Linked DNA regions of Rattus norvegicus: region 2 is linked to region 1. Evidence: chromatin contacts called from public Hi-C data. All regions are on one chromosome and are shown on one strand. The core of a region is the stretch at or near the end of the contact, and the rest is flanking DNA. Distances in the headings are between cores, read along the strand shown.

Region 1 (4,321 bases), core at 566-3,065:
TGTAAAGAGAAACCATGACTCATGGTTTTTGTGTGTTTTTATACTGAAATCACTAATTTCAATACACAAACTGTACAACCAAAAATATAAAAGAATTAGCTAGGGCCAAACTACTCAAAATCTTTAAAAAACATAGGTTAAAATTTATTTTAACAAAATGTATTTGCACATACCCACAAAAGACTAAAAAAGTGGGGGTCAAGGGGCTCACAGGGGCTCTGCAGAGGCAGAAGGATCCCAGCTGACTTTCGGGCCTGTTTCAATTTTTCTATAATTACATGGACTTTTGGACCAAAATATTCCATGCAGGAATAAACACAAACTTCGACGTAAAGGAAACAACCTCGGCCACACGAACACTCTATAGTCACTAACAGCATACTGTTTTAAACATTCCGTGTGGATTCAAGAAAAATACTTTGCTGCCTTCTAGATGCAGGCCCAAACCAAGGCCACGTTAAACATTTTGTAATTAAGAATAGCCTTTAAGCGATACGTTGTATCTGGATACAAACTATCGAAAAGGGCAGCCACACTGGTTTTCTAACCCAGCCCAAAGCCTTAGGAACTCTAAGGAATTTGCAAGCAAATCTTCTCAGACCACCTGATTCAATCCCCTTAATAAGGGCTACTCTCCTAGACAGCACATCTGGATTCCTAAGGATACACCACACCCATTCACCAGCGTGCACACATGCTCCCCAGATGCTACAAAGTGGTTTACAGGACTCAAGAAGGAAGGAATCCTGTAAGCAAGCTCCAGATACCAGATGAATCTACGGATGTAGAGCGTCTCTCTACTGGAAGACACAACTCAGCTTTTTTTCCTCCTTCCCCGACTAGGTAAGCAAGAGTTCTTAAATCTTTGAAACCAGACTTAAATGTTACAGGGCTGTCATTAGGGTCATGTAAGCAACAGTTTCAAGCCATGATCAGCAAAACAAGCAATTCTGATTGGAAACTGGTTATGTTGAGTCTAGTCAAAGGTCCGGTACTAGCTGGTGACCTTGGACCAGCCACGGGACTAGGTTTCTTGGTTTGTAAAATAGGGAGGGAGATACACCCACTCAGCAACGATGCTGTGAGGCCAATGGAGGCCTATGCGTAGGCAGCCAGATAGCAGAGATGCTGGGTGCCCAGGGCCTGCCCACTCCGGGTCCCGCCAACGCACCGGTACCCGAGCCCACCGAGGGGCCAGCACCTAGGCTGCCCTAGACAGATTCTTCCCAAAGCGAGCTATGCTTGGACACGAATCGAAACCAAAAAAGCTCATGTGACTTTGGAGGCATGGATGCGGCCCTGTGCCCAGCCGGGACCGGGAGACGCGGTCTCCACCCAACTCGGCCATCTTGAGAAGCCGCGGAGACAAAGCGACCCCACTGTGCGGGCGCTAGCGGTCCCGGCACCCTAGCTGCTCCACGCGACTTGGGAGGGGGCGCCGCGCACCTTTGAGGGTGGAGCGCTCCACCAGGACCGTGTGGACCTGCGGGTCTGACAGGAACTTGCGCATCTGCTCCAGGGCGCTCTTCTCCTCCAGCGCCGCCTCCAGCGCAGCCGGCGCGTCGCCGCCGTCCTCCAGCAGCAGCGGAACCAGCTTACGAAGGTGCTTCTGCAGCACCGACACGTCCGCCACATTCTGCACCGCGGACACCTCCAGGCCGGCCGAGCCGTCCTCACCGCCGCCGGTCTCCGACATGGCGGATCCGCGGAAGGGAGAGAGATAGAGAAGAGAGAGAGAGAGAGCCGAGAAGAGCTACCTCCGGAACGAGGGAGCAGTGAGCGAAAGAAACCGGCGACAGAAGACGCTGTGTCCGCTAGCCCGCGGCCGACTGCGGACAGCGGAGCCGGCTCCGCCCTAAAGGCCACCGCTCCCGCCGGCCCCGCCCCGCCCCGCCCGCTGGCTGCAGCCACCGGCGCCCGCTCGCGGTCGGCGTCGCGACGTTACGCATGCGACTGGAGGCGGGGCTAGGTGCGGCGCCGCGTGGCCTTTTGGGACTTGTAGTCGGAGTGCTGGGTGGGGACCATTTCTCTCTTCCCCGGAGTGGTCCAGGAACCGTGTCTGGCTCCATTGCCAGGTGGCAGAGAATATCACAGAGCCAGCCCCTCAGGCTCCATAAATAGGGGCGTCCCCACAGTGACCTCGCTAAACTGTCAAGGGAGAGGATGGAAAGGGCGATGTTCTTAGCTGAGGAACTGGAGTCTAAGGAAGAGAAGGTTATGTATGGGTGGAGCAGCAACTGCTCTGCAGTCTAAGGTTAGGCTTAAAGAAACCTGGATAACATCCAGCTGTGATGGGCCCTGGATTCTGAACACAGCGTCATTTACCAAGCAAGGGTGATATGACTGAAACAGGAGGATTCATATGAATGAATCTACTGACAACAGTATGCTCCTCCCCAAGCCCTGAACCTGCACACCACTGCTCTGTGGGTTCAAGAATCTGGGTCGGCAGGAGGTAGGGGCTTGGATGCCTCCCAACTAAGTTTCCTTGCATCTGACCCATCACCCCTCCTCCCATACAGGGAGGACAAAAAGGCCAGAATCTAGATGTTTACTTTCTTGGGGATAGTAACTGGCCTTTGAAAGTTCAGATCATAACTTGCCTGTTCAATTGGGAAGAGGGAACTAAGCCAAAGTGATCTTTAAAAATATAATAATGCCGAGTTAGAAAGCTGAGTCCTGATTGGTGGGACGATGATGGGATGACTTGATTTTCCCAAATCATCTTTGGCAAATGGAGAGCCCTACAATATGCTTATTCCTTGCACAATTGCCCAGTGCCAGGTCCCAGAGGCAGCTGATGGAGCCCAGAAACTACTTATATGATTCTTCTAGAGAGAGAGAGAGAGAGAGAGAGAGAGAGAGAGAGAGAGAAACAGATACATATCCCTGTCCTCCCTCCATCAGCCCACTCCCACTCTAGTATAATATGTCCAAGAAGTCGTAAATAGTCCTGCAGAGGGGAGAGGACAGACCCAAAGCTACCGGGGCAAGCTGTTACTGTGGAAATGCGGATGTACCAGCAGTGACCAATACCTGCATAACCTCAGAGATAGGAACAAGGACAAAAAGCCCGAGATTCAGAAACCTGCAGGGACTCGGTGGGGGTGGGGCTGATCGCACACTGGCTGCACTGTGAGTCAGCATATGGGAAGTGCCGTCATTCAGTCATCCAAGGGACTCTCTCATCTGCAACCTGGCTCCAAGTCAAGGAACAGATAACAGGCTCAGACTTTGGATTACGATCATTTTTTCAAAGAAGACAACAGAAACGATCTGTTTACAAGGATTTACAAACAGACCAAACCTGCTTGCTTTTTTTTTTTAAATAAAAAATATACTAAATGTGTCTGTTTTTTGAATATAGTGAGAATAGGTCTGCTGCACACAGGCTGCTGAAATTTCTAAGGGCGTCATCCCAGAGGCCGGCCAGGCTGAGACGGGGCTAACTAACGAAAAAGCAGGGCTTGCCTGAAGATGCCCTCCTGCCTCGTGGCACAGCACTCGGCTGATCCAGGGTGGGGATGGGACCCTGGCCATCCCGTGGTCTCCTGCCCATGAAAGCATCTGCTTTCAGTCGTTGCGAGGAGCTGGGAGAAGCGTTTCTTTCCTGATGTGGGATGCTGGTGGCTGCTGTAGTACATACAGTTTTGTCATACATGTGCGATGCACTGTGTAGTGATCTTACCCAACATCTCTTTAAAATACCATGTGAAGTGTGGTAAAGATACTACTTGGTGTCAGGCTCTTTCTCCTCATTCTGCTCCCTCCCTCAACCCCTGGACAGCACACAATCTCTCAGTGGGACGGCCATCAAATCAGCATCTCCAGGCTGTGTTTCCATACACCCCTTCTCTATGTACTCACTATATACATAGTACATGCTGTCTTAAAACTTGAGTAATCGTCCTATCTTGACCCATAATTCCAGCCCTAGGATTGTGGATGCCCTACCATACCTGGTTCATGTTGGGCCGTTCATTCATAATCAACCCACTTCTGACGCTACTATCAGGCCTGGAGAACACCCAACACTTGCTTAATGTGTGTTCCCAGGGAATGGGAGTAGTGGGAGCGGCAGGGCACATAAATGTTTCATTGAGGGCATAAAGGTTTGGACCTTCTCTGCCCTACTTTCAGACAGACTACACCATTTGGGCTTCCAGGCTGCTGGAGGATCCGGCTCGCATTTCACCTCTCTGCAGGACGCTTTTGGTGAAGCTATTTGAGAATCTCATCCCCTTTCTGTCTTGGTTCGGTGAGATGGGTCTCAGGGTGAGGGCTGAACTGGATCCGGGTCTTAGAAGTTTCCAGACCAGCA
Region 2 (4,321 bases), core at 613-3,112, 250 kb before region 1:
TGCCTACTCTCAAAACAGCCAAAATCTGTGTGAGCAGGGGAGTAAACCCGCCGAGAGGATGTTCTGCAGTACAGTGCCTTCTTTGTTTACTTGCTACTGTACTGGGCACTGTACTTGGACACTGAAGTCTGCCAAAGTCTGCAGCAAAGTTCTAGAGGAAGGGCTCAACTCTGGCCCAGTTCTGGGCTAAGTGGCTGCTGCGTGCCGGCATAGTTGGCTATGATGTTTCCTCTTAATTTATTCAGCTCTGGGTTCTAGTGTCTAGTCCAGAACCGCCCAGTAGAAAGTTCTCCCTTGTCACCTCCCTCCCCAAAACGTGACTTATGCTATCCGCTGGACGTTGAAGGATACGCTTGGTCTTAGTGTAGAACCTGGCATACTTTTAAGGCTCCATAAATACTAACAGAAGGACAAGGAGCTGGAGGAGCCAGACGCGGAGGGGCTCGGAGCAGGGCTGAGCGCAGAGAAAGGAGGATGTCCCCGAGGGGGGCCGGGCGCTCGGAGTACGTCACTGCGCCGTTCCCACGGAGCTGGGCGTAGACGACCAAGGCTCCGAACGCCGGCCGCACCGGCCAGCTCCGGCCTCTCCACCGCGCGCGGCACCTCACCTGGGGTGTCAGCAGGCGCGGGGCCTCGGCGCCCGGTCCCCGCTGCTGGGCGGTCTGCCGGGCCCCGTCCGGGAGCCGCCGCCCCGCGTCCGACAGCACGCTGGGCGGTGGCTGTGCCCGAGTCACCTGCTTCAGAACCCGCTGCAGCTGCTCGGGGTCCAGCGGAGCCAAGCGCACGGTACCGTGGCTCCGGCCCGGAAGAGTCGAGCCACTACCGCCGACTTCCCCGGGCTCCGGCTCCGCGCCCGCCATTGCGGCCTAAGGGGGGCTCGAACCCGCGTCGCTTGAAGCGGCGGGGCGGAAGTGCGTCACCCTGTAAAGGGCGGAACCTACGAGTGCCCGGCAGGCAAAAACGTCGCTGAGACTCCGAAGCGGTATACTTAATTGTCGCCACCTCGCGGCCGCCGCCGCTTCCTTAGTATTTCGATCTCCTAGTATCATTTGCTCCATGCTGACGTCCCGGATCCTCAGTGGAGGTTTTCAGGGTTCCAGAGACCAGAGTTTACACTAATCTGTAATCCTAAAGTTCAAATGTCTTTCTAACCCCACTGGAGAAATTTGGAGTTACAGTCACGGACCACTGCTTCTGGTTTTATGAGGTGCTGGGGCTTTATGAATGCTAGGACAAATACTCAACCGAGTTATGATTTAAAAGGGGGCTCCTCAAGAGGGAGTCAGGTTAAATGTCCGAGCATAAATTTTAGTGGCTTTCAAGTTAACAAAAGGTTGCTCAAGGAAACCTTTCCCCCTCTGCAGTAGATGAGTTTAGAGGGTGGCTCAGGGTGACTCTAGAGGGTCCTTTCAGGGACTGCGGTCTGATCAGATAAAACCATAAGTCACAAGGATTGTACAAAGGGGTTAAGATAACATTATATTATTATTTGGGGACGGAGGGTGGAGTTCAAGACAAGGTTTCTCTGTGTAACCTACACAGAGTGTCCTAGAACTCCCTCTGAAGACCAGGCTGACCCTGAACTCAGATATCTGCCTGCCTCTGCGTCTTGAGTGCTGGAATTAAAGGTGGGTGCCATCAGTGCCCAGTTTTTAACATTTTTTTAAGAATTTCTATTCAGAAGGAATATTCTCTTTGTGTTAGCAACCTTCTCGGTAATTGTTGTCAATTATGCTGAAGTCCTTGACTGCCAGCTGGCAGGAGGCTTCAGTCCAACTCCAGGGTAACGACTGCTTTTCCCTTCCCATGTCCGCTCAGTTTTACCCTGCCTCACGATAGGATTATAAAGCTTGCATTTAAAAAAAAATCTTTTGGTTTTATGTGTATGTGTGTGTTGCCTCGGTGTATGTACACAACTCGTGTTCCTGGTGCCTTCAGAGGCCAGAAGACGGTATGGGAATCCCCTGGAACAGATAGAGATGGCTGTGAGCCACCATGTAGGTGCTGGGAATGGAACCCAGGACCTCTGTAAGAGCAGCCAATGCTTGTAACCACTGGCCCATCTCTCCAGCCCCAAAAACGTTTGCATATATGGCATTCGTGCTCCGAAACCACCTCAAGTATTCTCGGGGTGACCATCCATCCCACAGCTACCTGGCATCTAGAGTGACCATCCCAAGGGCAGGAATGACATACTACTCATTGGGTGCCCAACACAAGCTCTGGGCCAAAACATACACTCAGAAAATGATGGATGGGTGGATGGGTGGGTGGACGGATGGGTGATTGGTTAGATGGGTGGGCAGATCCATCCATCCATGCATGTGTCCAACCCCCTCACATTTCTGTCTGTCCGTCTAGTTCCACTACCTCCTCAGCCTAACTTCTCTCTTACTGTAGTGGTTCTGTGCATCAGCTCTTCCCTGAGTAGCACAGTAGGGCCCCTGGTCAACATATCCTTATTAAGGCCCTGTTGGGTGGATGAGGGTCCCTACCTGGGAGGTCTGAAGTTGAAGTAGAAAGAGAGTGAGATTAGCAATCACGAGTCAGCATGAGGAGATGAGGGAGACACATAGGAGAGGGACTGGGGTCAGCCCAATGCCAGGGAAGGCTCTGATTATTGCTTTAGATTATCTTTCCATTTTTAAACTCTGTGTGTGTGTGCGCGCGCATGCGTGCCTGAATATACTATGTGTGTGCAGCACATGTGAGCAGGAGCCTGAGGAGGTCACAAGAAAGCATCTAATCACCTGCAAGTGGAGGTACCAATGGTTGCAAGCCACCATGTGCATGTATGCACTCATGCATGCCTGTGCTCGTGTTGAGAATAGAACCCAGGTCTAATTAACCTTTATCATTACCGTAGCCAGTGTCACCCTGCAGTGTCCTGAGTTACTCCACTGGCATCTTCACTAAGGTTGTCCATGGGGTCTTGGTCTTAGCGGAACAGCTTCTGGTTACATAAATAACTCCTGCTGTCCTGGAGCTCGCCATCTGCCCGCCTCAGCCTCCTGAGTGCTGGCATTACAGGTGCTTGTTACCACGCCCACACGTTTGTTCAGTATTTCCCTCCTTTTCTCTTCTCTCCAACCACAAGTCTAGAATTACCCCATTCTCCAGAAGGTCGACTCAGCTTTAATGTCCTCTTGAATGTGCTGGAGAGAAAAAGGTTATCATCTGAGAGGATGTGTGTGTTTCAAGTTAACAGACAAAAGATGGGTTATCAGAGGACAGTATCTGAATCATGAATGCTGAATAGTATTTGTAAAGGAACACAGAGGACCAAGCATGGTGCAGCGCACCTCCGATTCTACTACAGAGGTTCTTATGCCTCCAGTGCCAGGGTTAAAGGGGTTAAAGACATTCACCACCATGACTAGCTTCTAAATAATTTAAATTTTATTTATTTGTTTACTTTTGTTTTATTACATTCTGTTTTTGAGACAGGGTTTCTCTGTGTAGCTTTGGCTGTCCTGGAACTAGCAGTGTAGACCAGGTTGGCCTTACCGCCTGCCTCTGCCTCCAGAGTGCTGGAATTAAAGGTGTGTGTCCCGGTGGCCGCCCACTTCGGGTGGTTTATTCTGAATCTCTACAGATGTATGTGTTGCAGGCAGCAGTCTGCAATTCCTTCCTCTGTCTCAGCACTTCACCCAACGGATCCCACTTACTGGACAGTCAAGGCTACACCAGAGAGTCATCTGCTTTCTTTCTTCTCTTATCAAAAGGGTCAGTCCTGTCACCATCTGCCAGTCCTTTCCCATGTCCACTGACACAGAGAAGTCATGCCAAAACCACAGTTCGAAGGGCTGGGCTCCAGCTTGGTGGCAGAGGGTCCAGCCATCACTAGCAGGGCTCTGTCTGCTTCATCCCTAGATCTGAAAATGACAAACAGAAACAGATTACCCTTCCCTTGCGCTGATGGAGCTACTGCCTAGTTCCTGCACTATCAGGTTTACAGCATAAAGCTGGAGGAGCCCAACCCATGGCTCTGCGCTAAGTTCACAACAGTAGCGGTAAAGGAGCCCGCCCCATGGTGGAAAGCAACAGCTAGGTCAGGGAGAAAAGGGAGAGCGAGTTCGAGATCTAGTCTCAGTGCCCAGCTCCTCTCCCTACTGTGTCCCTGGGTCTAATCAAGTATCAGGAACTCTCATCCGAGACATGACATGTGCAGGCCCCTATTCTGGGGACTGGCAGTCCATCTATTTTGATTTTGTATGTAATAACAGCAGTCTCACCCACCAGCATGAGATCCATAACTCTCACTGCATCACAAGTGCTCGTCAAGACCCTAAACTCTATGGATTTGAGCTGCTGTTCTCTA

Evidence for each region. A called contact is a pair of places that touch in the nucleus more often than the background predicts.
Region 2: a Hi-C map of liver shows a contact between it and region 1, with 6 times the contacts expected there. The contact joins the promoter of Zfp839 here to the promoter of Dync1h1 in region 1. A contact is called at or near these places in 9 of 12 Hi-C or Micro-C datasets (the A7r5 cell line, Schwann cells, frontal cortex and 5 more) and 1 of 1 datasets of contacts at active chromatin or transcription factors (oligodendrocytes).

What each region holds. Positions count from the first base shown.
Region 1 is chr6:135,433,972-135,438,292 of GRCr8, reverse strand. It overlaps Dync1h1 (dynein cytoplasmic 1 heavy chain 1), which reads right to left and starts at 1,815. Exons shown (of 78, transcript NM_019226.3): 1 at 1,447-1,815. The coding sequence starts at 1,696. It overlaps LOC120103624 (a long non-coding RNA gene), which reads left to right and starts at 1,926. Exons shown (of 2, transcript XR_005506332.2): 1 at 1,926-4,321.
Region 2 is chr6:135,683,673-135,687,993 of GRCr8, reverse strand. Zfp839 (zinc finger protein 839) reads right to left here and starts at 1,862. Exons shown (of 8, transcript XR_010052386.1): 1 at 609-1,862. It overlaps LOC108351302 (a long non-coding RNA gene), which reads right to left. Exons shown (of 3, transcript XR_001838583.3): 3 at 3,378-3,875.